Regions from separate parts of the Mus musculus genome. Here regions 2, 3, 4, 5, 6 and 7 are each linked to region 1. Evidence: chromatin contacts called from public Hi-C, HiCAR-type, HiChIP or PLAC-seq and promoter capture Hi-C data. All regions are on one chromosome and are shown on one strand. The core of a region is the stretch at or near the end of the contact, and the rest is flanking DNA. Distances in the headings are between cores, read along the strand shown. Region 1 holds the start of Tle6 (transducin-like enhancer of split 6). Region 2 holds the start of D10Wsu102e (DNA segment, Chr 10, Wayne State University 102, expressed). Region 3 holds the start of Txnrd1 (thioredoxin reductase 1). Region 4 holds the start of 1700028I16Rik (RIKEN cDNA 1700028I16 gene). Region 5 holds the start of Nfyb (nuclear transcription factor-Y beta). Region 6 holds the start of Glt8d2 (glycosyltransferase 8 domain containing 2). Region 7 holds the start of Tdg (thymine DNA glycosylase).

Region 1 (3,889 bases), core at 538-3,037:
AAATACCGACTGGATAAGGTGGAAGGCTGGAAAGGTCAAAGGTCAAAACTATAAAGCCTGCATCTCCCTGAAGTCCCAGGTGTGGAGTCATGTCTAGCTTCCAGCCCTGGATCTCTTTAGGTGTGGCAGAGCATGGTAGAATCTTCTAGGCTCTGGAACAGTGGTTCCCAATCTTCCTAATGCTGCGACCCTTTAGTACAGTTCCTCATGTTGTGGTGACCTCCAACCAAAACATTACTTTTGTTCCTATAACCGTAACATTACTAGCGTTATGAATGCAAAAAGCTGACATTCAGGGTATGGAACCACCAAAGGGTCACGACCCACAGGTTGAGAACCACTGCCCTACAGTCAATTTAGTACACAGACTTCTGATATTACCTTAACTTTTAGAGAAACAAGGAAGGAAAAGAAGGGGAAAGGAGGAGGGAGGAGATATAACTCCTCCCCCAAAGGGTCTATGTAGCCGATTGTTCTGGAATTACCTAGAGCTGGCTGTCCTTGAACTAAAAGATCCACCTGCCTCAGCCTCCCAAGTGTGGATTAAAGCTGGGCAACGATCTTTAATCCCAATATAGTGTTAACACATGGAACTAAAGAGCCACTTGCTAGGAGAGGCTCAGCCCTGACCACACCAGGTGAACACCTAGTGTTAATAATCACCACTTGATTGACATTGGGAAAATGTGGGCCCGGTCTGGTCTATGGGGGTTTTCACCTGCGCTGTCAGGGGTCACAGGTGCAGGCACTGAGGGGCTCAGGCTGGGGTGCAGGCCTTTCATCTTAGCTAGGTAGGCAGGATTGCATGAGCTCCCGGTGCGGGGTGGGGGTGGGGGGGGCAGAGAGAACTAGTCTCCAAAACCCCAAACACAGTAGGAAGAGAGGAAGCTAACTGTGCCCCTCACCACCATTTCTCTCTCACCAAAATTCCACCAAAGGTGTCACTGCTCTGTCTGTGGGAAGTCATCTAGAAGATTCTTGAGGTCACAAATCTGATTAAGTCCTATAAGAACAGGTATAGGTTTTTAGAAGGCAGAAAAGCCGACTCCCACCCCCATCCCCGTAGCCTCTTCATCATCTGGACCCAGCTGGGGAGGAAGCCCCTTCCCCATCCCCATGTCTTCTGCGCTCCCTTTCCCCAAGACCCGGCTTTACTACTACTACTAAGGTTTCAGACACACACCCCCAGCTAAGGGCCTCATTAGTATCTCTTCAGATACCAAGAATAGAGAACCAGGCACCTCCAACTCCCTAGCGGGATCAGCCAGAAATGTGGCTAGTCGTGGACCGTTTGCCAGGCAGGCCGGGCACACGCCTTTAATCCCAGCATTTAGGAGGCAGAAGCAGGCAGATTTCTGAGTTCGAGGCCAGCCTGGTCTACAAAGTGAGTTCCAGGACAGCCAGGAACCAATAAGCCAAAAAACCAAAACAAACCAAAACAAAAAAAGTTTTCCAGGCGTACTAGTTAAGCCTGCATGTGGTGCAAATATATACGCTCAGGCACACACTTAAAACATTTTTCAAAAAAGAATAAAGGAGACAAGAGAAACGACACTTGGTTCACTCCCAAATCACTCAACCTAGGTAAACTCCCCGCTGAAGTCGGTTTTGTGAGGGTCCACACCCCTCCCTCGGGCTCCCTCTTCTCCCGACCCGCCCGCAGGAAGCGGGCTGCCCTCACGCACCACCTCTGAGGTTAGGGAGGCCCCAGGGATCCCAGAGGAAGCCTCTGAGGTCAGCCAGGGTCAGGCCAGGAGGAAGCCCCTCCTGCTGGGCCCCGGGCCATTTGACCCCTCTCACCCCGCCCCTCCAGCCTAGGCCACGCCCTACTAGGCCACACCCACACACCACGCCCCCTGCACCCACCGAGGGAAGCGTGTATCAGGGCCCAGGCCACGGTGCACGTGGGCCCCGGACTCAGCGAACCGCCCCTGCAGGCCCTGACCAATCAGAAGGCGGCGAGCCCACGTGGGCTGCGAGCCAGAATGCTCATTGCTCAGTTTGTGGCCGTGCTGTCAATCACGGAGTTCCTGCTTCGGCTTAACCCTCGCGTTCCAGGTGTGGCGATTCGGGAGCTGGGAGAATTTCAGAGTGTTTGGTGAAAAGTCTGATTATTTGGGGCATTCGAGACGGATCAGCAGGTGAAGGTGATTGCGGCCTAGACGTTTGATCCGAACTCGATCCCTGGGATCCACAGGGTGGACCACGAACTCACAACTCACTCTTGCACGTACACACACACACACACCCCACACACACTTTTCTTTTAAATCTTACTGAAACAGGAGAATCAGGATTCATCCTGGCTGGCCCGCATGTGCCCTGGGCCCTACCCCCAGCACCACTTGAAGACACCTTCATTATCCCAGCACTGGGGAGGTAAAAGTAGGAGGGTTAGGAGTTCGAGGTCGTCCTGAGTTAGATAGCAAATTCCAGGTTAGCTTGGAGTACAGGAGACTGTCTCAAATGAGAGAGAAAGGAAAGACATCGGGCACAAAGCCACACAAGCCCAGACCCCCATATTCAAGGACAGGAAGTGAAGCAGAACCCTGAGCTCCCTGCAAGGCTCAGCCCCCATCCCTGGCCCTGGATGGAGGATCCTGGAGTAAGCTGAGGATGGCCTGGGTTAGAGTGGACTCTCTGGACCTCCCTAGCCTCACTCCTACGTCCACTCCAGCCACAGATGGGGGATGTGAAATTAAACCACAGTCACCACTTTGGACTCGGAGGCAGGGGCAGTGACGGTGAGTTTGGGGCCAGCCTGGTTTCCATAGTACAAGCAGGTGTAAAACAGAAAGGGCTGTGAGAGGGCTTAGTGGGTAAAGCCCATTGCTGCTCAGCTTGAGTTTGATCCCTGCGACCCACACAGTAGAAGGTGAGAATGTGTTCTAATTCCCAAGAAGTGTCCTCTTGCACCCACATACCACACATGAACAAGTGATTGCAACTCAATTAGGCCTCTGTCACAGCAACTTTTCCTTCATTGAAAAGTATTTAAGGGACTGGAGAGATGGCTCAGCAGTTAAGAGCACTGGCTGATCTTCTAGAGGATCCAGGCTCAATTCCCAGCAACCACACGGTGGCTCACAACCATCTATAATGCGATCTGAAGCCCTCTTCTGACTTATAGAGCACTCACATATATTAAATAAATAAATCTCTTTTTTTTGTTTTTTGTTTTTTCGAGACAGGGTTTCTCTGTATAGCCCTGGCTGTCCTGGAACTCACTTTGTAGACCAGGCTGGCCTCGTTCTCAGAAATCCACCTGCCTCTGCCTCCCGAGTGCTGGGATTAAAAGCATGCACCACCACGCCCAGCCTTAAATAAATAAATCTTTAAAAAATATATATTTTAAGGCCAGGCAGTGGTGGTGCATGCCTTTTATCCCAGTTCATGGCAGAGGCAGATGAATCTCTGAGTTTGAGGCCAGCCTAGTCTACTGAGCAGGTTCCAGGACAGCCAGGGCTACACAGAGAAACACGGTCTGGGAACAAACAAACAAACAAATTAAGTGTACAAATGTTTGCTTGCATGCACTCAAACCATGTGTGTGCCAGGTACCCTCAGAAGCCGGAAAAGGGTGTTGGATTTCCTATAACTGGGGCAGACATATGGTGCTGGGTCCCCTGCAGGAACAGCTAGTGCTGGTAACTGCTGAGCCGCCTCTCCAGCCCCATATACATATATACTTTTTCTTTTTATCCCGGCCCTGCTTTTGACCCCATGAGTTTTGCACATACTAGGCCAGTGCTCAAGCCATTACTATCCATTTCAGCCAGGACTGTCATTGACAGGACCAGTGGGACTATAGGATCTTCATTTCCAGAGGGCTGCCCATGGCAGGAAGCTGAAAGGGGAGGGGTAGTCTCTCTCTCTCTCTCTCTCTCTC
Region 2 (3,889 bases), core at 578-3,077, 1.8 Mb after region 1:
GAAGACATTCTTCTCAGTGAAATATGCTAGTTACACAAACAAGAGTTTATGATTCTAGTTACACGGAAAGAGAAATTATTGGGTTTGGGGTGGGAGCTGAGACAACTCACTTCAGAGATGGAAGCTTTAAAAACAAAAGCTTTATTTTCTGAGCACTCAGGGAGGCAGCTAGTATGGGGTCTGAACCTCGTCCTGGAAGGGAGATTGTACTTTTTGTTTTGTTTTGTTTTTGTTTTTCGAGACAGGGTTTCTCTGTGTAGCCCTGAGAGGGGAGCTGGGGGGAGCTGCAGTCTTATCCAATTGTGTTTTGACATTATAAGTTAAACAAGGGAGTACTGGGCCATATCCAGGGCACCTGGTTTCAAGGCCCTTAATTCCATTAGGTGCAGAGCTCAGAGTGATAAGGAAGCAGGGGTGGGGTGGGGTGGGGTGGGGGTGGGGAGGAGTGGGTCAGCTGCATGTAGTTAACTAGTGCATACCAGGCAATTAGTTATATATTTTTAAAACTTACACACCTTGATTTAGATAATAGCAATTCCTCTGCTCTCTACCAGTTAACAGACAATTAGGAAAACATGTAGACTTGGGACAGGTGTTCGTTCCTAGGTCTGGGAACATGAACTTGCTTGACCCTGCCAGCAAGATGGAGAAGTTGTCCCTGAGATGGCTGGACTCAGATAACTGTCTCCTTACACATTGTCCCTGAGGAGATGCGTTCACACAGACAACTGTTTACAACAGAAGCTGTTCTGATATAGGGAAGTCCCCAGCTTCCCTAGAGACTGGGACCGTGAATTAAGTTTCTCCCTATGATTAAATGGGAGTCTGGAAATGAAATGGTAGCACTTGGAATACGTTTCTTTCGCTTGTTCTCAACAAAACCATGAGCATTGGGTCCCAGGGGCAGGAAGAGGGGAGGAATGGGGTTTGTCATTCAGGGGTTTTGTTTCAGCTTTTTAGAAATGAAGGATTTGTTTTTCTGTAGGAGACCAAACTCAGTGCCTCACTCACAGCTCTACCTTTTAACTACCACCTGGAACAACCTTTTAGGATTTTGACATGACAGTGTTCCAAAGGCATGCTGTATATATAGCAACGTAAACAGCATTCTTAACACTTCTGGGTTTTGTGTTTACAGTTAAATAGTAAACTAAGCTGGGGTCTGGTCATCCAGACCTGAAATCCAGGCTATTTAGGACCTAGGTGGACTTTGAGTACCAGGTCAACCGGGGTAACTTGGTGAGGCTTTAACAAACAACAAAGTATGGTAATGGGCGGCTGTAGATTTAAGTACACGGAAATGGAAGCTGGAAAATGGTGATTTTGAAGTCAACCTGGGCCAGCCAGGATGACAAAAAATAAAATATAGAAAATGAAAAGAAACTGGGTGTGGTGGCTCCCACCTCTATGGCATCTGGAAGACTAAAGCAGGATTGCTACAAACTGAAGACCACAGAAACCTCCCCAAACAACAACAAAAATGGAAATAACGACAAAGGCCTCGCACCACCTTCTTCATGCTTGCATTTGCTTAGCTTGACCAAGCCGGGTTGATTCTTTTCTAACAACAATAAAGGAGGAGACTAGGGCTAGACTTGGGCTGGGGTAGACTAGGCGCCTGACACGTGCATCCGCAGCGCTCCGCCCACGCAGTGTGGTGCCTTGTTCCCATCCTCCACCCCGCCTCGGCCCCACCCCCGCTTCCGGTTCCCGTGGGTCTGAACTTCATCTCTAGGCGCGAGCTCTGGCCACGCACCCGTAAGTCACCGCCCACCTCCTAGTTTCGGCCAATTGCTGCCTTGACCCCGCCCCTTCCCCGTGCCTTCCTATATCCGGGCTTCTTTCAGTGGCGCTGGGTTGGAAGCATGGAGTTCCAGGGCGAGCGCGGGACCGGTCCTGGTGTTTCTTCGTCTTCTGTAGCCTGCTCGCAGGTCACGGTGTCCAGGGAGCTGCTGACGGCGGGGAGCGAGGGTTCGGGAGGTGAGCGACGGTGGAGAGCGGGGTGGGTTGGAGGGACACGGAACGCTGCTGGGTCAGGGACACTGCGGGACCCGGGAACGCTACTGGAGACACTGCAGGAGGTTGGGGATGCTACCGGGGACCGGGCACGCTGCGGGGTTCTGGGACACTGAGGCGCCCGAGACGCGGCAGGGCCGGGGAAGCCAAGGAGCTCGAGACGCTGTGGGGAGTCGGGGGTCCGGGTTATTGCGGGGCCGCGGACGCCGAGGAGCCAGAGACCCTGCGATGGCTAGGGATGCCGGGGAGCCTGGAACGCTGCGGGGGTATGGGACACCGAGAGAGTCCGAGACGCTGCGGAGGTCGGAGATACCGCGGAGTCTGGGACGCTAATTGGGAGGGGATGCCACGGAGCCCGAGACGCTGCCGGGGTCTGTCCGGGGTACGACTAGGCCAGCCCGGCGCTGGGCGGTGGTGGTTCTTTTTTTTTTTTTCCTCTACCTGCCAAGCCGGTCCAGGCCAGGTGGTCCTTGTAGAGTTCATTAGGAACCGCCCAGCCTGGCAGCATTTGGAGAGGCAGAGGCAGGCGTATTTTTGAGTTCGAGGCCAGCCTGGTCTACAAAGTGAGTTCCAGGACAGCCAGGGCTACAGAGAAACCCTGTCTCGAATAAACAAAGAACAAAATACAAAAAAAAAAAAAAAAAAAAAAAAAGTGGGCAAAGGCTTGAGTCTTCAGTGTTTGTTGCTTGGACTGGGCAGTTGGTTTGTTTGGAAAGGTGCAACTCGGAATAATTAATTTTTTAAATTGAGCACCTTCTAGGTAGGAGAGCTAGGCAAGTATATTCTACAAAAAAAAAAAAGCCCAGTCTGACTTGCCCAAGTCTACATAACCGTTTCTGGTTCTCTGTATTATGTACCTCTGGTATGTGGAGGGGGCTATTCTCTCTTCCTACTATGTGGGGAGTGAATAGCGCTTCCAATTTGGGAGGCAAGCACTGTGTCCATAAAACCCTCTTTTTGGGCCCTATTTCTGACTTCTGACTTACCTTTTGTGTGTGTGTGTGTGTGTGTGTGTGTGTGTTTCAAGACAGTGATTCTCTGTGTTGCCCTGATTGTTCTGAAACTTACTCTGTAGATCAGGCAAGCCTCGAACTCTTGCCTGTGCCTCTTAAGTGTTGGGATTAAAGCATATCTGAATTTCTTAACTAAAATCAAAGACTCATTGCAGGTCTACATTTTGCTAACTGTGCTGTTTAAAGTTGTGCGTTGTGCATCCCTGTTGCCTTAAGAGGTCACAAAGTGTCGAATGCTCTGGTACTGGAATTATAGTCCAGTTGAGCCCCCATGTGGGTGCTAGGAATCAAACAAGAGCAGCTAGTGCTTGAGACATAGCCTTGGCTGGCCTGGAGCACAGAGATCCACTTGCCTGTCTTTTGAGTGTGCCCTGCCATGCCTAGTCCCCCTCCCTGTTTGTCAATGTGTATTTATTAGATCAGTACTAGAGGTTGGGGAGATAGACGTACAGACAGGAGTGTTGGCTCCTCCTCTGTCAGAGTTAGGGGTGGTTCAGACTTCAGGCTGTGCTGATGGGCCCGGCTCTCACAGTTCTTTGGTGTAGAGGCTCATCTCATTTCTGAGTTGCACTTGTTGCTCAGGGCTGTTTTATGCCATGAATTGTTTTGTGTGTGTGGTTTCAGGTATCTGGGACCAGTTGCTCATCAGCTCTAAGCCTCATCCCAGAAAGACCTCTACACTTCAAACAGTTCGGATGCAGAGGAGCCCTTGTAAGTACCTAGTTTCTACTCTAGAGGGCACTCCCCCAATTGAGGCTAGTTAATCCATTATTTGATGGGGACAGTCTGTCTTCATGGCACATATCAAACCGTAGAATCAAATATATTGTGTAAATGACTGAGGAATAGAATTTCTCATG
Region 3 (3,889 bases), core at 775-3,274, 1.3 Mb after region 1:
ATCATCTATCTCAGCTGAGATGACAGTTCAGAAACAGAAGGATTTCGCATTGTTTTCTGGGCTATGATACCGCATTCTGGAGAGACAAGAAATCAAACACGGGGTTGCTTTACAAACGTTTGGATAGATTTAGAAGATGTGCAGTTATTTATTAGTAGGTACTTGGGGACCACAGAGAGCAAGGGACAGTTAATCCTCCGTGGGAACCCCACCCAGAGGAGGTGACTTTTCAAATGAATATTGACAGACTAGACATTGGTTTTCAAGGAAGAAAGATAAGAACGTGCACAGTCAAAGCCGTTTAAGGTGTTTGAGTAGACAATGAGCAGTCCTTGAGCTATGGGGAAAGGTAAGGAGGAACTGCTTTTAAACTGGACCAGGGTAGAGCTCTCTGCATCTCCTCACAACAGGGAAGCTGTTTTAGCCACTTGTGCTATAGTCTGCTTATCTTAAGAGCAGTGGGGAGTTGCAGTGGCATATGTAGTCTTTTCTAATAAGCTGTTAGAAAAAAAAATCTCAACTGGGGCTGGAGAGGTGGCTCAGTGGTTAAGAGCACTGACTGCTCTCCCAGAGGTCCTGAGTTCAATTCCCAGTAACCACATGTTGGCTCACAACCATCTGTAATGTCTGAAGACAGTGACAGTGTACTCAAATACATAAAATAAATAAATCTTTAAAAAAAGAAAAAGTAACATCTCAACTGTGATCCCTCTCTGACCAGTCCATGTAAGACACTTTCAGGGTCAAGCTATTAGAATCCTATAATCACAGCATTAGTACATTATTGTAACTTAGTGATAGAAGAGCCTCTCTCTACCCTGTCGTACTCTTGAAACAAGTTGCACTGTCTGTATTTTTAAGAAGGGGGTGTTCATGACCTTCCTTTACAGACTGTCCCAATGTGCAGTGCCTGAAATACGGCAAACAGAGCTTGGCTGGGGAGCCAGGGGTAATCAGATTTGCCATCCCTTGGTCCTTAACTACGTTTGCCCTGAACACTTTGGAGCTAGACACTTTGTAGCCAGTCCTGACACTTGCGTATCAGGGGCTGCTCCGGTTCAAGCACTGCTTGTACACACACAAGAAATGAGCAGCGGGCAGTGTGGGCTAAGTATCTGGTCAGCCTGGCAGCCTGTGTGTCCGTTTATGCAAGTTTCTTACTGTCACCTTGGAAGAGCCTAGAAGGAAAGTGGGGAGGCCAGTTCTCAGAAGGCGTGGCTTCAGGCTGGCAACCTTCTCACCTAGTTTTTTTTTTTTTTTTTTTTCCATAGTGGGTCAGACAATTCATTCATTCATTCACCAAGCATTCTTAGTAGCCTAGAGGCAGGAGGCATGAAAGGACAAGGCCTTCTTTGGTCGATGCTGGTGGTGGTGTGCCAAGTGTTTTCCTTAAGGTGAACCCCCAAGCCCGATTGGGACGAGGAGGAAGTATTGTAAGGGGAACTAGTCATTTCTTCTCAGGGTAACTCAGGATGAAGTAGGCATAGCTTTAAAAAACCAGGGAACTTCCTTAAGAGAATCACCAGACTTGACTAATCCATTACCTTAGGTCACTGCCGCCTTTGCAGTCAATTAGATTAACTTTTGGATTTTTTTTTTTTTTTTTTTTAAGAAAACAACTATTTGGCAGGGTCACAGCCAGTGCCAGGGGCATCAGATCGTCTGTATGGGTGCCGGGCGTCAATATTTTTAAAATTCCTCATGTGACTAACGCAAGCTTGTGTAGATAGCAGCGCCTTAGGGCTGAGCCCGGGTTACTCACTCCACACTCTTACTCGATTCTGGTTCCCAACATTCTTTGAATAGCAGCCGCGGCCTTTGGGTCGGGGGGCGGTTCCGAGCAGCGAGGATGTTGTACGGTCCAATTAGGAGCTCTCACTTTGCGGGGACAACCGGGACAGGTTGCCGGGGCTGCGCGGGGACTGGATTTTTGCTTTGTCATTCTGACACGGGCAGTTCGCCCGCCTACTAAGAGCAGGGCGTGGCTTCCCGGAGCCACTAGGAACCCGCAGCTCTTTATCCTCAGTTTGCTTCCGTCAGGCCTCGCGTCCACGCGGGAGGTGCGGGACGCCGACACCGCGGGGCGAGAAGAGCTGGTGGTTTCACCTTCCTTGTTCATGTAAGCTCTGTGTCAGCGTGGAGCTGACCGCTGGGGACCTGGGATGCCCGGGACGGTCGCTGGCGGGCCTGGGAGCATCGCTCCGGGGTGGTGCTTTGGAAATGTCCGGGAGGGGATCGTTTAATGTGCGACTGAGCAGGCTGGGAACAAGCTAGGGTAAGCAGAAGACAGCCCGGGTCACAAGCTTCAGGATATGAGGACTTGGGTCTGGCCCTTGTCTGCTGATGCCTGGCAACCAGAGAAAGTGGGTATTCTTTGTAGAGCAGTGATCTTGAGGTATATATAACACTGTGACGAGTAAGTATATAAATCCGTGATAACATTAAGGAGTTTCATGCCTTTACAAATGTTTCCACTTCCTAAGCCCCATGAAATTCCTTGGAATTGGCAATCGCATGTTTCCTAGTGGCTTGCCCTTCTTGACCCAGGCAGTTAAACAGGGCAGCTGGGACTACAGCACAGCCTTTCCCTAACTGAAGGAGGCGGTGCAGACTAGTACAGAGCAGAGACAATCCTGCCTGGATTGAGTCTCGCCTCCAATGTTGACCGGCAGCTCGAACTTGCCCAAGTTGGTTGACAATATGTAGCTCGGTTTCCTTTACCTATGAAATGGACATGGTAATTTGGTAATACATCTAAAAGTACATTGTGAAGACTAAATGTTTATATATATATAATGCTATAGCACTTTGTAAATATATCTCACTGTTGGTACTAGTACTGAATAACTATGCTTTTAAGTGCTGGTGTCAGTATATATGACATACTGACACTACACACACACACACACACACACACACACACACACACACACACATATTCATTCATTTAGCTGTGGGCTACATTTTCAATAGTTCCAGACTTTTCCGAGTTCATTACTTTGTGAAATAGGACCATCCTCCTCTGATGTCATCCAGAGCGGATGGATAGCGTCTTTGTGGACCTTCGTTTTGCCCGCGGTTTCAGATTCCAGGAAGCCCTGGGTGTTGCATTCACCCGGCGCAGCGATCAAAAACCAGACCACGCAGTGTTAATGTTAGGTGGCTACGAGGCTGGTGTTTTTAGCCGCCATGCAGAGCTTTTCTGAGTTCTGGGGGTCCTGGAGTCTTGCTGGCCCGGCTGCTTAAGGGTCGGAGTCCACTGGCGAGAGTGACCCAGGGCGCGTGGCGTCCCGGAAGCCCCGCCCGGAGGAAGGCTCACTGCCGCTCTGCTTTGTGCCACAGAGGGCGGCGGGGCCTTGCAGCGGCGCGGGCGAGCGGAAAGGCCGCGGGAGGCGGCGAGCCAGCGGAAGGTGCGACCGGCGGAGGGCGGCCATGGTCCAGCCCTGAAGGTAGGAGCTGCGCAGGTTCCCCGATCTCCGGCGCTGGGACACTGCAGGCTGGCGACCCACGTGCTCAGATCTCTGAACCGGGAGGAGCCAAGCCAAGCCATTTCTTCTTTTGTTCCCTTTGCTCGGGTTTTCCCTCTTACATTCTTTAGCGTCAGGGTGAATAGTATGGGGAAGTCTTGAGAAAAAAACGCGTCAGGAAATACTTACCCCTTCCTCATCAGGCCGCCCTATCACCTTCCTCTTAATTCTCAGAGGCATGGGGTACCAAGAAACACAGGCTCTGGGAAACAACCACGAGTCCCATGGGTTGAATTTGTTTCCCGTCAGGCATTTCTTTCTCTAGCTCAGAGTTGAGTGGATATAAAAGAACCTAGATCTACCCTTCTGTGGCAAGTATGCTGGTCATCATTTTCTGGTCCGTCGGTGGAGGGGTGACAGCC
Region 4 (3,889 bases), core at 646-3,145, 1.2 Mb after region 1:
CAATGTGAGATGGGAGGCAGAGACTGCAGAATCTCGGGAGCATTGGATGCCGTTATCCTGGTATGTGCAGCAGAAAACAAGAGAGACCCTGCCCCAAATCAAGGAGGATCATGAGGGAGGTGTCTGCAAGCACATGGGAACATGCATGCGAGTGCGGGTGCGTGCGTGCACGCACAGGCACACACACACAAGCAGAGAGAAAGAGAGAGAGAGACAGAGAATCAAAACCAAAAATTAAGTTTCAACATTTTACACAGTGAAATAGGCACCTGCAGTCCAGCAGCATTATCGTGTGGGCCATTCTATTACTGTTACTAAAACCCAGCATTTCCTTCAATACCTAATTACTATAATCTCCCCGGCACTGTGGCAGGCATTTGGACAACATCAAAGACAAAAGCACAAAGGTGATATTTTGGTGAAGTTTATAGTCCCAGATCAAGGCGTGGGCATAGGAGTCAGAGGTCAGAGGGGAGACTAGAATGTTCTTAGTGGTCAACGCAAAAACACGACTGTCATCTCAAAGGGCACGAGACACTATGACTGACTATGACCAGAGACCGCAGCTAGCCTGGAATAACGTGGTCCAGTGCAAAAGCTGCTATGTGAATTTTTGTAGTCTCATGGTTATGATTAGATAATCATAAATCAAGACCTTACTAGATACGTAGGTGGGTTTCAGCAATGCAAGGAAAACTCTTACAGGTTCGAGATGCTATCTGCCCATGTGTTCAGGCACACATGTGTAACCCCACACACACATACATACACACACAGGGGAAGGAAGAATAAAATCAAGAGTAAACATAGCAGTGCATGCCTATCTGTATATATATATATGTATACATATATATATATATGTGTGTGTGTGTGTGTGTGTGTGTGTGTGTGTGTGTGTATGTCATATAGCACACACGGGGCAAAAAACAGAGGCTCCTTAATTTAAGGTCAGCCTGGGCACTACATAAACTCTGTCTCAATAAATAAAACCTTAAAAAAAAAGGCAGCTTATTTTTCAAAAGCAGCATGGCAGGATGGCAAATTACCCCACTACCCATTGCCAGATAAGGCTGTGGGAGCAGAGTGGTCCCAAGTTCTTTAGAACCAAACTAAAGAACTAAAGCAAAACTCGGTTACCAAACAGTTTAGCAAGTTTCCAGGTGAGCCCTGGTTAGACACAAGACCCTACCTCAAAAACCACAAACATATTAGTAAAAAGCATCCAGAGGCACGGCTCAGTATAAAGGTGCTTGCCATCAAACCTCAGGAGATGAGTTTTAGTTTGATCCCCAGGACCCACATGATGGAAGGAGAAAACTGATCCCTGAGTTTTCTGTTTTGTTTTTACAAGACAGGGTTTCTCTCTGTAGACCAGGCTGGCTTGAATTTACAGAGACCCACCTGCCTCTGCCTCCCTCTAGTACTGGGATTAAAGGCCTGGATGTGCCACTACCGGCTGGCTTGAGTTGTCCTCTGACCTCCATATGACCTCGACATTAACCATGACACCTGTGGGCTACCTACACATTTTTAAAAAGTCAAAGAAAACAAACAAGTGTATGAGATCCACGGAAAAGCAAGCTGCTCCCAACCCCCATCCTCTCCCACACCCATCCCCATCCTCGCCCACTCCCATCCTCATCCTCACCCCCCCCACCCCCACCCCACCCTCACTCCCATCTCCATCCCAATACTCTCCTCCTCTCCCTCTTCAGGCTAGCTCTGTTGGCGCGGCCCATCGCTTATCTCTTCCCTGGCCGGCAGGGGGCGCGCGCCCTCCGCTCGCCATCCTCCTCCTCCTCCCGCGCGCGTGGACCGCCCCCCACCCCCCTCGCGTGCCGGGCTGCTCGAGAGCAAGGAGGAGGGGGACCGGAGGCGCGGAGGGCAGGAGCGGCGAGGGTGTGTCAGGTACGGCCGAGCAGCGCCTGTCCACGCTGCCCCGGCAGCGCGCTCCTCCTTGCTCTCGAGCAGCCCGGCACTGCCCTCCCGGAGCTTCCGAGGAGTCGGCTGCTGGGCCGGAGCGGAGAGGGGCACAGGTCGCCAACGGGCCGCCCTGCCTCAGCCGCAGGTTCTCAAGGGCGTTGGTGGCTCCACAAGCTCGCCCGCCCGACCTCTCGCCGCCCCAGACCCGTGTAAGCATCTCCCGCGATGGTTTCAAGTAACCCCCATTTTACAGGTGAAGAAACCGACGCTCCAAGAAGTTAGGAAACTTGCTCACTCAGAAATCTGCCTGCCTCTGCCTCCCGAGTGCTGGGATTAAAGGCGTGCGCCACCACGCCTGGCTGTTTTTTGGGGGTTTAAAAAGATACTTTATAAACAGGTAGAAATATAAGCCAAGTTACTCCCCAAGTTACCCAGGCCAGAGTGGCAGAGCTGGGACCCAAGCCGATGCCATTGGGCTGTAGGTCTCTGGCTGTGATCATTGGTTACACGGCCTCCCCCACATCCTTTATAGGTCCCAAAGGGAAATAAAACACTGAACCCTGGCTTCTGCCGAGATGGTGAGATAGGGGCTCGCCCCACGTGGGATGCATAGCTGATGAGGGAAGGTTGGTAGGGTGTCTGGCGCAGGGTCCTTCCCTGCATTCCAGGTCAGGGAGCCCCAGGGAAGGACAGGAAGGCAGAGGACCTAGAAGAGCGCTTATGATGGGGAAGGGGAGGTCTTCGGAGGGATAGGACAGTACCCGCGTGAAGGGTGGATAGCTCCTGTGGCCATCGCTTCAGTTTCTTCTCACTTATCACGAGGGAGTTGGAGATGTGTTCTAAATCGATTTCTGTGAGGCACCTACTCTTACTAGGTGGTTTTTTTTTTTTGTTTGTTTGTTTGCTTTTTGTTGTTTTTTAAGATTTATTTATTTTATGTATATGAGTACACTGTAGCTGTCTTCAGATACACCAGAAGAGGGCATCAGATCCCATTACAGATGGTTGTAAACCACTATGTAGTTACTGGGAATTGAACACAGAACCTCTGGAAAAGCAGTCAGTGCTCTTAACCACCGAGCCATCTCTCTAGCCCTCTTAACTAGTTTTTGTTTGTTTTTTTGGGGGGGGTATTTATTTATTTTGGTTTTTCGAGACAGGGTTTCTCTGTGTAGCTGTGGCTGTCCTGGAACTCACTCTGTAGACCAGGCTGGCCTCGAACTCAGAAATCTGCCTGCCTCTGCCTCCCGAGTGCCGGGATTAAAGGCGTATGACACCACGCCCGGCTGTTTTTTGGGTTTTTAAAAAAATACTTTATGCCGGGCGTGGTGGAAATATAAGGCAAGTTAACTCCCTGCCCTGGCTTTCATTGGCCTAGATACTACATCAGGCGGTCTCTGTTCCTACCTTGCCAGAATGACGGTGTCTATTGTGCCGTTTTACGGTTTTCATTTTTATTTATGTGTGTGCGCGTGCGTGCCTGCTTGTCTGTGTGCACCGTGTGCTTTCAGCTGCCCAAGGAAATAGGCATCCCATCCCCTGGCACTGGAGTTGCAGATGGTTGTGAGCACCTGGTATGGGTGCTGGGAACCAAACCCACATCTTCAGTAAGAACACTAAGTGTTCTTTGCCTTTGAGCTCTTTCTCTGACTCCTTTTTCTTCTTTCTGGGGACCTGAACTGGGGTTCTCACACCCACAAGGCAGGATCTTAACCAACGAGCTGAAACTTAAATTTGGGCCTGCTTTATGAAGCAGCACTTTGTTCCGGCCATTTTTCTATACTTTACATGCATATGGGCAGGAGACACGCTCCTTGTACGACACTTACAAAGGATGCTAGGATGTACCGATTCCCTGGAATGATGCTGGTGATCTGCTTTATCTAAATGCTGGAGCACACAGTGCTCTCTCATCTTAGTTCCAAGCAGCTGCTTCCCAAGTGAGTGTTCAGAATCTAATGTGAAG
Region 5 (3,889 bases), core at 570-3,069, 1.2 Mb after region 1:
ATTATCTTACGTCCTGCTGGAAAAGACACACACAGCCTTGCAAGAGGGCACACCAAACAAACAAACAAGTCCACGGGGCCTTTATCAGTGTGAAGTGAAATTGCATCAAGACAGCGCTTCGGTCTCACTGTAAGCAATTACAGTACTGGGACCTTATTTGTTGGTTCCCCCCCCCCTTTTTTTTTCCGAAAGGAAACAAATAAATGGGAGGAAAGGTGCAAATCAAACATCCTTTCCATGTTCATGACTCGCATCGAAGCATGAAGTGTAGTAGGGAAAAAACAGGGCTGTTGAATTTTAAAAATCAGCCAGCAAAGACTACCTGACATTGCTATAATCTTACAAGTAATCTATATTGCCTTCCCATATATGCCCCTTTTCTAGATCCAGAATGTTCCTGTAGCTTTAAAAGGTGTGTTTGAACACTCAAACACTGAAGGTTGGGTATGTGTATGCATCTTGCTTAGAGTGGGAACCGGGGGAGAGCCTTACCAACCCAAATAGTTGCTAAGTATATACTTAGACTTAATCCATTAAGAATATCTCTCTTCATATGGAAAGCATTTTCTTCAGGGCAGGTTATAATCTGTGTAATAGCTCAAGGGAATGCATACATCTGCTTGGTGTTTGAAGAAATGCAAATCTGTATCCAAGAAAAGCAGATTCCCTTCCTCCAACCTCCTTTCTTTGGCATCGACAACCACAGCTTTGCATCGATAGAATCCTTAAATTAAGCTACAAAGAGCAGTGCAGAGGAGGAATCATTTGCCTTTAAAGGAATTCTGGTTAAACTCTCAGTATCTCATCCATAAAGCTCCTATTTATTAATGCCACTACTACTGACCAGTTGAGCCATCACTTTCTGTTACCGATTAGTTTCCTTACTGAGAGCTGAAGCCACTCGGGTGATTTGTGGCACCATCTACAAAAACTAGGGTCTGTGAAGATTAGCGGGATGCCATTTTTTTTAAAGGTCGTCTGCTACCTAACCTTGTCTACATCAAACAGCCCTCTTCTAGACTTTAGGCATGAAAGGATCTGCGGGTGCTCCGTAAATTCTTTGTTCTCGCAGACCCTCCCGCCCCCCCAGCACGGGTGACTGAAACCTCCGTGCAACCTCCAAGGCTCCCTTCCCACCTTCGGGGCAAGTCCGGGGCGAGCCAGGCGCCAGATGGCTGCATGCTGTAGGCGCGGAGCGGGCCGGGGGCCCGCCAGGCCGCTCGTTCCTCGCAGGGACCCGCCGCCTCGGCTCGCAGGTGCCCGGGCGGCCCCGCGGAGCGCATCCCCCCGCCGCCCGTGCCCAACGCCCGCCGCCGGCGGGATGCGGGAGACAAAGCGGCCGCTCCGGGGCGCAGCGTTCCCCGCCCGCCGGCTCCCCGGACAAAATGGAGCCGGCCCGGGGCTGCCGCCGCGAGAGCCCCGCAGCCGCCCGGCCCAGCCCGACCGCGGCTCGCGGCCCCGCGCACAAAGCGCCCGCCGCCCCGCGCCCGGCCCGGCCCGGCCCGGCCCGAAGCACAGCGGCCTCGCCCGGAGGCCCGGCCCGCCCGAAGACTGCGGACTGCGAGTGCCCCCGACCGCCGCGGCGTTGGCGGCGGGGACGGCGCCGGGAGGAGACGGACATTTCATTCGAGCTAAAGTGGAGTCGGTTTAGGAGCGATCATTGGCCGAAGCGAGACACAAACCTCCAATGCAGCCCTGGTTGGCTCCCGTCTCCAATCGGCTGTTTGGTTGGACAGAAAATGGCTGCGAAGGAACCAGTCCCAGCGCGGAGCTCCACTTCCAGGACTCGGCCTCCCCTCCCTCCGCCGCGGGCCGCTTCCCTCTACGTGACACCCTCCCTCCGCGACGCCCGCGCCCGAGGCCACGCCCCGGTCCGCCCCCGGCCCCGCCCCGGAGCCTCTGAGCAAGGCGCGCGGTCCGTAAAAGCGCGCGGGCGGGCTCTGGATGTTCGCTCTTCAGGGCGTCCGAGAGGCCGGCGTTCTCATCCAGAGCTCCACGCGGAAAGGCTTGCTCTGGCTTCTTTCTCCTTCCAGCTCCTCCTTCCCCACTAACCAGCGTCTCGCCCGCCTGAGTTCAGCCCCGGAGGGGATCTACACCTGAGCTACTTTCCAGAATGCTTTAGGCACCTAATGTTTTCTAGGTATCCCTCCAAGCCACCTCAGGCACACAGCGTTCCCTCTCAAGTCACAGTGAACAAAGATGTTAGTTTTTCATTTTAGCACACCATCCCCTTCCTCCAAGTTTAACAGGTAGGCTGTCCCAGCCGACTTCCACCCTGTACCCTGGTGCTGTGTTCTGGTGTTAGGTCTGCCCTACCAAGTTGGCTTACTACCTAAAGTGCTCATTTCCCAACCAGATAACACTGGGCTGCAAAAACTCATGGCCTCTGTGCATTTAAGGCCTTCCCTGTCGGCCTCACTGAAATCTGGATCAAATGTCCCTTGGCTACCATTCTCCCTTGTGGTGGTGATCCAAAATGTCCTGCATGGCCAGCCACTGCAAAGTACTGCAGGATACCTGCACCCAGATAGATGGAAAATTATTGTCCTAGGACTTAACAAGGATAAGTAAGCAAGACTGAAAGTTCTAGGTCAGCCAGAGATACATTAAGACCCTGTCTTTAGAAATAATAGTATGGCTGGGTCAGGCAGGTGCACGCCTTTAATTCCAAGACAAGGGAGGCAAATCTCAAGGCCAGCCTGGTCTACAGAGTGAGTTCCAGTACACCAAGGCTACACAGAGAAACCCTGTCTGAAGAAACAGAAACTGTAGTAGTAATAATTATAGAAGGCCCTGGTGTTGTGGCTTATGCCTTTTAAACCCATGACTGGGGAGACACAAACAGGAAGATTGGAAATTCCAGACCATCTTGGGCTCCCTAGTGTGTGTGTTCACGTCCAGCCTGGGCTACATAATCGGACTGTATCTCAAAAAAAGAAAAAAAGGTGTTTGGGTGTATATTCCATATAAGTATGTGCATAAAGTATACAGAAAGATTGAAATATGTTATTTATTGATATCCCGCTGTGTCTAGAATAAATAAATATTTCTCAGGTAAATAAGGAAGCAAGAACAAATGAGTCTTTCTCGGTTATTTCAAGAGGAGTTAGGAGCACCACCACCTGAATCTACCAAATTCTAGGACACCCTCCTCTTCCTCTCCCTTCTTCTCTTGTTTTGGTTTTGTTTGTTTGTTTGTTTGTTTGTTTGTTCCAAGGCAGGATGTCTCTGTGTAGCCCTGGCTGTCCTGGATTTCACTCTGTAGACCAGGCTAGCCTCAAACTCACAGTTCTGCCTACCTCTGCCTCCCCAATGCTGGGACTAAAGGAGTGAACCACCACCACCTGTGGGCCCAGGACCCCTTCTTACTAGCCAGATTTACCACTCTGTTATTTCCTTTTAAAAAAAATTAAAGATTTATCTATTTTATGTATATGAGTGCACTGTCACTGTCTCCAGACACACCAGAAGAGGGCATCAGATCCCATTACAGATGGTCATAAGCCACCATGTGGTTGCTGGAAATTGAACTCAGGACCTCTGGAAGAGCATTCAGTGCTTTTAACCGCTGAGCCATCTCTCCAGTTTCTTTATAACAGAAATAATATTAACTACTATGGCTCATTGCAATTTATACATATAAAGACCTAAAAAGGTTAATATTCTAAAATTTTTGTTTGGTCAGTTTGTTTGGTTTTTTTTGAACTGTTTCACTATATAGTCCAAGTTGGGCTTAAACTCAAGATCTATCCCTGCCCCTGACCTTCCCCCTTACCCTGACCCTCCCCCTGACCCTGACCTTGACCGTGCCTTCTGAGGAACTGAGCATACGCCACTAGTATTTGTATTAGTTGGGTTCTTTTGAGGAACAAAACTCAAAAGATAGATG
Region 6 (3,889 bases), core at 485-2,984, 1.1 Mb after region 1:
GAGGAAGAACACAGCACCCCCGTGGCTGCTCACCAGAAGTGCTATCAAATAGGATTTCATAAAGGAGCCAACATGAAAACAAGTGTGGTCAGAACAGCGAGTACCAGAGCATGTGCCAAGCCATGTTCATGTATGTGATAAAATGACTCAAGTTTGGGAACTGCCACATGCTAAAATGTCCTTAAGTGGCATTCTTTGTTGAGATATTTCTCAGGACCTTTAAAGTGTTTTTCTAGTTTTTGCTCTGTCTGAAGGGGCTTGGAGCTCCTTCTCCAGTGGGACTACATCCTCTTAAACATCCTTTGAAATATTCTGACATCAAGGAAGCAATAAGAGAACGATGTTTCTTGGGAATGAGGAATGAAAACGGTGACTTAGTGAACATGCCTTTCAGAGAGGAGGATGAAGAGCGGAGATGTGTGTGTGTGTGTGTGTGTGTGTGTGTGTGTGTGTGTGTGTGTGAGAAAGAGAGAGAGAGAGAGAGAGAGAGAGAGAGAGAGAGAGAGAGAGAGAGATGGAGGGTTTAGGTATTATTGTGGAAGGATGAAGAAAGCAGGGTCCTGGGGAAAAAACATGTTGGGAGATGAGGAACACTCAAAAACATCAGAATGTCCGGGGCAGGGACCTGTCCAGTTCAGCATGTGTCACTTCTGTGACCTTCATTGTCATTATCAGCATTGCCAGGGAAGCTGGCCCTATGTGCCACATTTACTTTGTATCTGTGTGTCACATGTTACATTGTATCACTTTATTTCCATTTTGCAGATAGGAAAATGTAGGCACATGGATGAGATATGACCAGAATCAGGCTTATGAAAGTCTTCCCAGGTGGCACACAGCCCACACTTTCATTACTGTAGGGCACAGCTCTGTTGTTGGCTGTATCAGAGGGAGAACTAGAATTCCATTATGTAATACCAAAAGGATATTTCGAAGAAGCGCAATACCAAAACATTTCGAGAAGAAAAAAAAAAAAAAAAAGGCAAAACCAACCCACCAGCGTCCTATTGGCCAGCAGGCTGCATAGGACAAACATCCTGCGTCTTTGGATGCTAAATCAAACACTGTGACTCCCATACCACAACAAAACCACAGAATTAACTGCCAGTTCTCTTATTGGGTATGGAGGCCCCTGAAGAGTTTCTCAGGACAGATTCCAAAAACATGAATCATAACTCAGTTATGTCATTTTGGCTCAGAAACAGACTCACATTAAATGCGAACACTGATCTCTGTCATGTCTAACTCCTGATCCCCAATGCAACTTAAAATCCAATGCAAACGAACAAACAAATCACCATTAGGGCAGAGATGGGAGAATAGGGCTAGCCTCTGCTCTGCAAAAATAGCAAGATGTGAAAAGCTTATACAGTGAGCGTCTTGGGTTTGCTGCAATAGAAAGGTTCTTTACGATGTTACATTACAAACTAGGGGGCTTCTGGAGGCTGAGGCTGTGAAGGGGGCAGTCTGCCTCCTCCGAGTTACTTCTCTGAGTTCACAGCAAAATAAACAAGTGGTGTAGACAGAAAGGGTGAAATGGAAAGATTATCTTGCTTGTAATTGCTGTATTTACCTGATGGATGTGAGGGTAGGCTTTGGGCAACTTGGTCCAGAACCGCTGCAGAGCTGAGCATTCAAACTGCGGCTGGCCTCGCGGGACCACTAAGCTGCCTGTTGCTTCAGCTGCTTCCCAGATCCCATTGGAAATCCCAAATGGCTTGCGAGCCCTGAGTGTGCCTCAGCCGTCCACACCCACCTCCGCTTGCGCTTGCGTTGCCTGAATGGCTCGGGTTTCTTCCACTCCTGCAGCCTCTGGGAACCCAAGCCTTGTGCAGGCAGAGGCTGCTCCTGAAACGCTTCCAGATGTGCTCGTCCTGAAGGCAGGGCAGGTTGGCTGGCTGGGGCAGACTTCCTCTCTCGGCTTTCTCTTGCAGTCTGCGTGTGAAACTCTCAGCAAAACAGGGCTGTTCTGGAGTAAAAGCTGCAAACCTAGGGAAGAACAAATGTTTGGAAAGTGAATTTATACCGTCGTGCGTCTAGTGTAAATTTCTAATTTCAGCCAGGTTCTTGCTGAGAATCTTTGAAATCTCCTGTGTGTTGAAATGTTACCATGGCAAATCATGTCTCAGACAACCATCGTCTTTTATTGAGGCTGTGATAAAGACAGAAGCTTCCAGGTGGGGTGTATTCCCTCTGGAGGGGAGAGGCATCAGTCAGGGGGCAGACTTGGTGGCAACACTGCTGTTCTGTGGTTTTGCAGTTGATCCCCAGAAATGTAGGAATGGTACCAGAGCTTTGCCCAGGATCATGGAACATATTCCACAATGGCTTCTCTCTAACTTTCATAAGGAACTCCTCGATGGCTGCCTCCATCACAAGCAGTCACTTCCTTCCAATCACATGGAACTTTGAACATTGATAAAAACAGATTCATACCTTCTGCTTCATTTTGTTCTCTCAGTGTGTTAGGTAAGCTAAATTTTGCTCCACATTTCAGATTCCAGCCAAATTTGGGTCCTCTGAAAGAGCAGCAAGTGCTCTTAACCACGGCCACAATTTTCCAAGTTTTAAATTCTTTCAGCCTTCTCTTCTGTGATATTCCTTGAGCCTCACATAGAGACGAAGAGTTGATATAGAGTCCAGATTAGCGCTTAGCACTCAATGCAGTTGTCATAGTTCGTATCGTTTGGGGAGACTCTGGCCTCCCATAACCATTGACTCATAGGGTGTTATCACATGCCTGGGATTTTCATTTGATAACCATGCCTTCTGGGAGTCACATTGCCCACTCATGAGGGTATCAGATGTGGTAGAGTGGTCCCTCAGACAGGTCCCAAGGCAGTACCACAAACAGGACTGTAGGCTGATGCCTGTTCAGTTCAGTTCACTCCCAAGATCACCTCATCTGTACCTCTCATCTACTCAAGAGGATGCCTGGCATTGAATTATTCTACTATTGGATAAGTGGATGATTGGCATGAGTTTCAAGACTGAAATAGTAACTGTTTTCATAGGACCTACTTCTCATATTAACTGAAATCTCTCTGGTCATTATTTTCGAACCCTTTCCTCTGGTCCCTAATGTATGACTCCCAGTCCCTTTCTCTCCTATTCCTGCCATGCCTTGAGGACACAAGAGGTTTCTTATCTATGACCAGCATTTCCATCTTGTATGGTGGATTCCTCCTCCTTATGATGTAAACGAGAAGAAAAAGAAACTCAGGCCATCAGTGACACCTCAATGGTGCAAGGGTACACTGGAGCTCAGTTGTTAGATTTATTTACTATTGCAGGTTTTCAGTCTCTCCATCTATTAGGAGTTCTGCTAGAAGAGGCCTAACAGAACCAAGGGTGAAAATGTATCGTGCATGCCAGGTGGTGGTGACTGGGTTCCAGGGCATAAAGATCTGGTCTGGTCAGTTAAAGTAAGGGCTTTAAAAAAAATGTCTCTCCTGAGCAGTGGCGACACAACCCTTTAACTCCAGCACTCTGGAGGCAGAGGCAGGTGAATTTCTGAGGTGGAGGCCATTCTGGCCTACAGATTGAGTTCCAGGACAGCCAGGGCTACACAGAGAAACCCTATCTCAAAAAAAAAAAAAAAAAGAAGGAAAGAAAGAAAGAAAGAAAGAAAGAAAGAAAGAAAGAAAGGAAGGAAGGAAGGAAGGAAGGAAGAAAGGAAGGAAGAAAAGAAGAAAAAGAAAGAGAAAAGAAAAAAAGAAAAGACAAAGAAACTCCATTATGATGTAAAATACTCAGAAAAGCCCCAATAAATGGAAACAAGTATTGCTGGTGCTTTCAAATAATATTTAAATAGAAGTTTAAAAATAATATTTAATTAATGTAATAATAGCTTTATATTTAATAGTTAATTGATAAAAATTAATCTGTT
Region 7 (3,889 bases), core at 525-3,024, 1.0 Mb after region 1:
CTTTTAGCAAGTTAACTTCTGCATACCCAAACCTCTTCTATGATCTAGGGGTTATGAAGGAGCCATTGCCCAAGATTCTCAGACACAGGAGACTACCTGGTCTGCCAGGTACGTCTAAGGACTGATACTGTAAAACCCTTTGAAGGAACAACCCCCTCAAATCTCAGATAACAATCGCTGACAAGAGGCTACCTCAAAGCCTAGGTGTCATCACTCTGGGATTCACGGAGAGGGCTAGACGCCGTTAGACAACTCTCTGGCCAAACACCCACAGCAGACATTGAAAAGAAATTAAATGAAAACTCTTGGGGCTGGAGAGATGGCTCAGCGGTTAAGAACACTGACTGCTCTTTCAAAGGTCCTGAGTTCAAATCCCAGCAACCACATAGTGGCTCACAACCATCTGTAATGAGATCTGACTGCTCTCTTCTGGAGTGTCTGAAGACAGCTACAGTGTACTCACATAAATAAATAAATAAATAAATAAATCTAAAAAAAAAAAACAAACAAACTCTTAGAACCTCCGAAAGTCAAGTATGGTGATACATGCCCTGTAATCCCAGTCAGTATGCAAGAGAGTGAACAGGAGACTTGCCTCAGGTTGAGGCCAGCCTGGACTACAGCTGCAAAGCTCTAAGCCAAGTCAGGGGTACACAGTTTTGTAATTATCTCAAAAACCAAAAGAACCTCCGAGAAATCGAGGTGAGATTGCTGTCTAAGGTTCTAAAGCAGAGATGCATCTAGCATCTAGGCGAGTGTTTGTCCATCTCCAACGTAGACAACTGTTTATGGAAATCTTTGTAATCTACCAAGAGCTTCCCCTTACAGATTAGTAAACTGAGGCCCAAACATTGGTGGCTTCCAATCTTAGGTTTTCCAGTTCCAATCAGCCCTACTCCTCATCACAGGAATTGACAAGAAAGACAATTGAAAAGAAAGAATGTTGTTTTGTGTAAGGCACAATATTTATTTATCATTATTATAATTATCATTTTAGTTTTTCACGACGGAGTTTCTCTGTGTAGTATTGCCTGTCCTGAAACTCGCTCTATAAACCAGGCCAGCCTCGAACTTAGTTCTGCCTGCCACTGTCTATGCAAATGCTGGGTCGCCCAGCCAAGACACATAGTTGCGGGGGAGGGGGTGGTTGTTTTCATTTTAATTTAATTAACTTTACGTCCCGTTCACAGCCCCACCCCCACCCAGTCCCACGCTTACAAATCCTGCCCCCTTCTCTTCTCAGAGAAGAGGAAGCCCCACTTGGGTAAGACTCTGGTACATCTAATCTCAGCAAGTGTAGGCACATCCTTTCCCACTGAGGAAACACGCAGTCCTCTTCCCCCAGTCCGCGCTGGGTCCACTGGCAAGGAACAGAGACCTAGACAGCCCCTGTTCCACTTGTAGGGGACTCACACGGACACCAAGCTTCACATTTGCTACAAACGTGTAGAGGGGTCTAGGTCCAGCTCCTGAAAGCTCCCTGGTTGGTAGCTCAGGCTCTGTGAGCCCCAAGTCAGGTAGCTTTTAATCCGCACAAAATTTGAGGTGAAAAGACATGAATTTGCCACCACGCATAATACATCCTAAAGGCCATCACCCTTAACCCACACCTTCAAGGAAACTTAGAGCCCACAAAAGCTGACGTCAGCCGGGCGCTCCCCATCCTCGCCGAGATCCACGTTTCCCGAAAGGCTAAGCGGCGGTCGGGGCGCCCCGAAAAGGACACGCCATTGGCCTGGCCAGCATCACGTGATGGCGAGGCCGCCGGCCTCCTCGGAGGGGGACGGAAGTGCGCTGGGGACTCGCCGCGGTGATGTAGCAGCGTGGGAGGGGCCGAGGCCAGCGCCGTCCATCCACCGGCCGCCCCGATCCTGTGGTGAGTCCGCGCGCTGAGCGGCAGAGCGGGCGCCCGTGGGCTCGGCAGGAGTGGCCGTACCCTCGGCGGCGCCGCCATGGACGCAGAGGCCGCGCGCAGGTAACGCGGGCGCTCGCGGCTGGGGTCGGTCAGGGCCGCGGCCCGCACAAAGGCCGGCTTGCGCGTGCGCAGTGGGGACCTCCCCGCTCCCCACACGTCCCCCCCCCCTCCCAGGTCCGCGCACGTCCTCTGCCTCCCGTACCCGCGAGCTTTAAAAGGTGGTGTGTGCCCGGCCGCAGCCTCCGCCCGCGCGGTTCTTCACCCTCCGTCACCGTGGACTGTAAAGGCGAAGCGGGTACCCTGTGGCCGCGGTTGCTGCGGGGTCCTTCTCATCCTCGCGGGATAGATACTATTGCTGTGGAGTGTGTATAACACGCTAAGAAGTCAATCTGTAGATGTCTTTCATTCTGGGATGGTCTTTAAAATTGTCCCTTAGTGGTAATGGGGATGTCAGGGCGGGCCTGACAAAGTATAGGTTTGGGGATTTAGACTCTTCGCAGAAAGCTAAGAAAAACAAAATGGCAAGGTCTTCGCAGGTAAAAGGAATGGAGATTTAGGTATTAGCCCTGCCTGGCGAAGAATTAGCTTGCCTCTAAGTGGCAAATGGACATTGAACTTAGGCAAGAGATTCTGTCTTCAGCCCGCCTTCCCACTCGACGGCTGTATTATGGTACATCTTTGAGCAGATTGACGGGGGCTGATGGCAGTCCATGGGAGTTGAAATGAAAGTCTGGTTTACCACTCAAAGATCCAAGGGACACTGCAGAAGGGCCTCTACTCACAGGACAGGTAGACCTATCTTAAAGCCTTTACCAACTACAGGGTGCCAGGGACCTGCTGGTGAAAGTGGGAAATATGCCGGCCCAACTTTCAGAGGGGTTTGTAGAACTGATAGGTTGAACTGGAGTCTACATAAATACATGCTGAATGGATGCAATAGTGAATCATTAACAAAAAGAGGCACAATATTACATGTGTGTGTACGTGTGTGTGGTCTGTCTCTCTCTCTCTCTAACCCAAGACTAAATAGTGTGTGTGTGTAAGACCTTGATGTCATACTACTGAAATGATTTAAAAATGAACCCAGATTTTTATTATTATTTGGGAGTGTGTGGTTGGGGATTGAGCCCAGAGCCTCCAGTGTGCTAAGCAAGCTTACCACTGAGTCATGTCCCTCAGCCATCTTCTTACTCGTTATTTTGAAAGGTCTTGCTGTGTTGCCTTGGCTACCCTTGGCTTCACTCTGTAGCTCCGGTGGACCTTAAATTCATGAGCCTCATGCCTCAGCCTCTCAGATGGCTGGGGTTATGGGCCTTTCCTCCCAGGCCCAGCAGGAACTGGAAATTCTGACTAGTCCTAAAGTCTTCCTGCACTCTGCATGTAGGAGCTAACGCACGGGTAAGTGTGCATTCTCCGTGTAGCGCTGTCAGCAGCAGATGTGTATGTGGTGTTCCTTCACGGTCCACACTGCCAGCTCCCTGGAGCTGTGTGTGTTGCAGTAAATATCATTTGGGGGTTTCTACCTCACCTCAGATCATTTAGTTCCCAAATATAAGACACAAAGTTCTTTCGATTTTTATAATAGGCTTAAAAGCACTAGAGCTGGGCAGATATCGGCCCTCCATGCTAGTTTGTCTGCTTCCCTGTCAGTAGCCCCGAGACATCACGTGTCATGTTTTGTTTGGGCTGATCCTGCTGCATCAGGCCAGCCCTCGGGGCCATGTGCTAAGATCCTCCTACCCCATGGAGACTTTTCTTTCACCTCTCTCTGGTGGTCCCTCCTGAGACCCCAAGCCCAGGAACCTTCGTTCTGTCCCCTCTCTTCTTCACAGCCCAGGCTGTAGGCATCTTTATTAACCAATGGGGGGAGAGGGGCAGGGCTACGCAACAAAAGCTGATGCATGTGAAGATCTCATCCCTGAGATGGGAGGGAGAGGGACAACCAGATCTCAGTAGGTAGCATTTGATAGAGAG

The links. Promoter capture Hi-C pulls out the DNA fragments that hold promoters and counts their contacts. Hi-C and Micro-C count contacts between places; a contact is called where the count stands out from the background. HiCAR-type assays count read pairs that join an accessible place to other places. HiChIP or PLAC-seq counts read pairs in DNA pulled down with a chosen protein or histone mark.
Region 2: a contact with region 1 is called in a promoter capture Hi-C map of liver, with 4 times the contacts expected there. The contact joins the promoter of D10Wsu102e here to the promoter of Tle6 in region 1. A contact is called at or near these places in 1 of 39 promoter capture datasets (liver) and 1 of 115 datasets of contacts at active chromatin or transcription factors (astrocytes).
Region 3: a contact with region 1 is called in an H3K4me3 HiChIP or PLAC-seq map of fetal liver, with 4 times the contacts expected there. The contact joins the promoter of Txnrd1 here to the promoter of Tle6 in region 1. A contact is called at or near these places in 1 of 39 promoter capture datasets (liver), 1 of 484 Hi-C or Micro-C datasets (cardiomyocytes) and 3 of 115 datasets of contacts at active chromatin or transcription factors (embryonic forebrain, embryonic stem cells and fetal liver).
Region 4: a contact with region 1 is called in a HiCAR-type map of astrocytes, with 2.0 times the contacts expected there. The contact joins the promoter of 1700028I16Rik here to the promoter of Tle6 in region 1. A contact is called at or near these places in 3 of 39 promoter capture datasets (the C10 cell line, liver and maxillary cranial neural crest) and 2 of 115 datasets of contacts at active chromatin or transcription factors (astrocytes and kidney).
Region 5: a Hi-C map of B cells shows a contact between it and region 1, with 10 read pairs. The contact joins the promoter of Nfyb here to the promoter of Tle6 in region 1. A contact is called at or near these places in 6 of 39 promoter capture datasets (the C10 cell line, hippocampal neurons, liver and 3 more), 2 of 484 Hi-C or Micro-C datasets (B cells and bone marrow-derived macrophages) and 7 of 115 datasets of contacts at active chromatin or transcription factors (astrocytes, embryonic forebrain, embryonic stem cells and 4 more).
Region 6: a promoter capture Hi-C map of hematopoietic stem and progenitor cells shows a contact between it and region 1. The contact joins the promoter of Glt8d2 here to the promoter of Tle6 in region 1. A contact is called at or near these places in 7 of 39 promoter capture datasets (the C10 cell line, the HPC-7 cell line, cranial neural crest and 4 more), 5 of 115 datasets of contacts at active chromatin or transcription factors (acute myeloid leukemia, embryonic forebrain, large pre-B cells and 2 more) and 2 of 9 other capture datasets (embryonic stem cells and macrophages).
Region 7: a Hi-C map of B cells shows a contact between it and region 1, with 18 read pairs. The contact joins the promoter of Tdg here to the promoter of Tle6 in region 1. A contact is called at or near these places in 9 of 39 promoter capture datasets (the C10 cell line, cranial neural crest, frontonasal cranial neural crest and 4 more), 2 of 484 Hi-C or Micro-C datasets (B cells and adipose-derived mesenchymal stem cells), 9 of 115 datasets of contacts at active chromatin or transcription factors (acute myeloid leukemia, astrocytes, embryonic forebrain and 5 more) and 3 of 9 other capture datasets (adipose tissue, macrophages and pancreatic islet).

What each region holds. Positions count from the first base shown.
Region 1 is chr10:81,599,113-81,603,001 of GRCm38.p6, forward strand. It overlaps Tle6 (transducin-like enhancer of split 6), which reads right to left and starts at 1,788. Exons shown (of 14, transcript NM_053254.2): 1 at 1,686-1,788; 2 at 923-1,003; 3 at 1-26. The coding sequence starts at 967. Gm32024 (a long non-coding RNA gene) reads left to right here. Exons shown (of 3, transcript XR_003949022.1): 3 at 1-258.
Region 2 is chr10:83,358,394-83,362,282 of GRCm38.p6, forward strand. It overlaps D10Wsu102e (DNA segment, Chr 10, Wayne State University 102, expressed), which reads left to right and starts at 1,828. Exons shown (of 4, transcript NM_026579.3): 1 at 1,828-1,980; 2 at 3,654-3,740. The coding sequence starts at 1,866.
Region 3 is chr10:82,857,182-82,861,070 of GRCm38.p6, forward strand. Txnrd1 (thioredoxin reductase 1) reads left to right here and starts at 2,025. Exons shown (of 15, transcript NM_001042513.1): 1 at 2,025-2,119; 2 at 3,343-3,449. It overlaps Gm38560 (predicted gene, 38560), which reads right to left and starts at 1,827. Exons shown (of 4, transcript NR_156010.1): 1 at 1,776-1,827; 2 at 1-76.
Region 4 is chr10:82,810,228-82,814,116 of GRCm38.p6, forward strand. 1700028I16Rik (RIKEN cDNA 1700028I16 gene) reads left to right here and starts at 1,896. Exons shown (of 3, transcript NR_038042.1): 1 at 1,896-2,132.
Region 5 is chr10:82,762,322-82,766,210 of GRCm38.p6, forward strand. Nfyb (nuclear transcription factor-Y beta) reads right to left here and starts at 1,820. Exons shown (of 8, transcript NM_010914.2): 1 at 1,683-1,820. It also overlaps a transcript of Hcfc2 not described here.
Region 6 is chr10:82,688,916-82,692,804 of GRCm38.p6, forward strand. Glt8d2 (glycosyltransferase 8 domain containing 2) reads right to left here and starts at 1,735. Exons shown (of 10, transcript NM_029102.3): 1 at 1,574-1,735.
Region 7 is chr10:82,628,064-82,631,952 of GRCm38.p6, forward strand. Tdg (thymine DNA glycosylase) reads left to right here and starts at 1,775. Exons shown (of 10, transcript NM_172552.4): 1 at 1,775-1,975. The coding sequence starts at 1,953.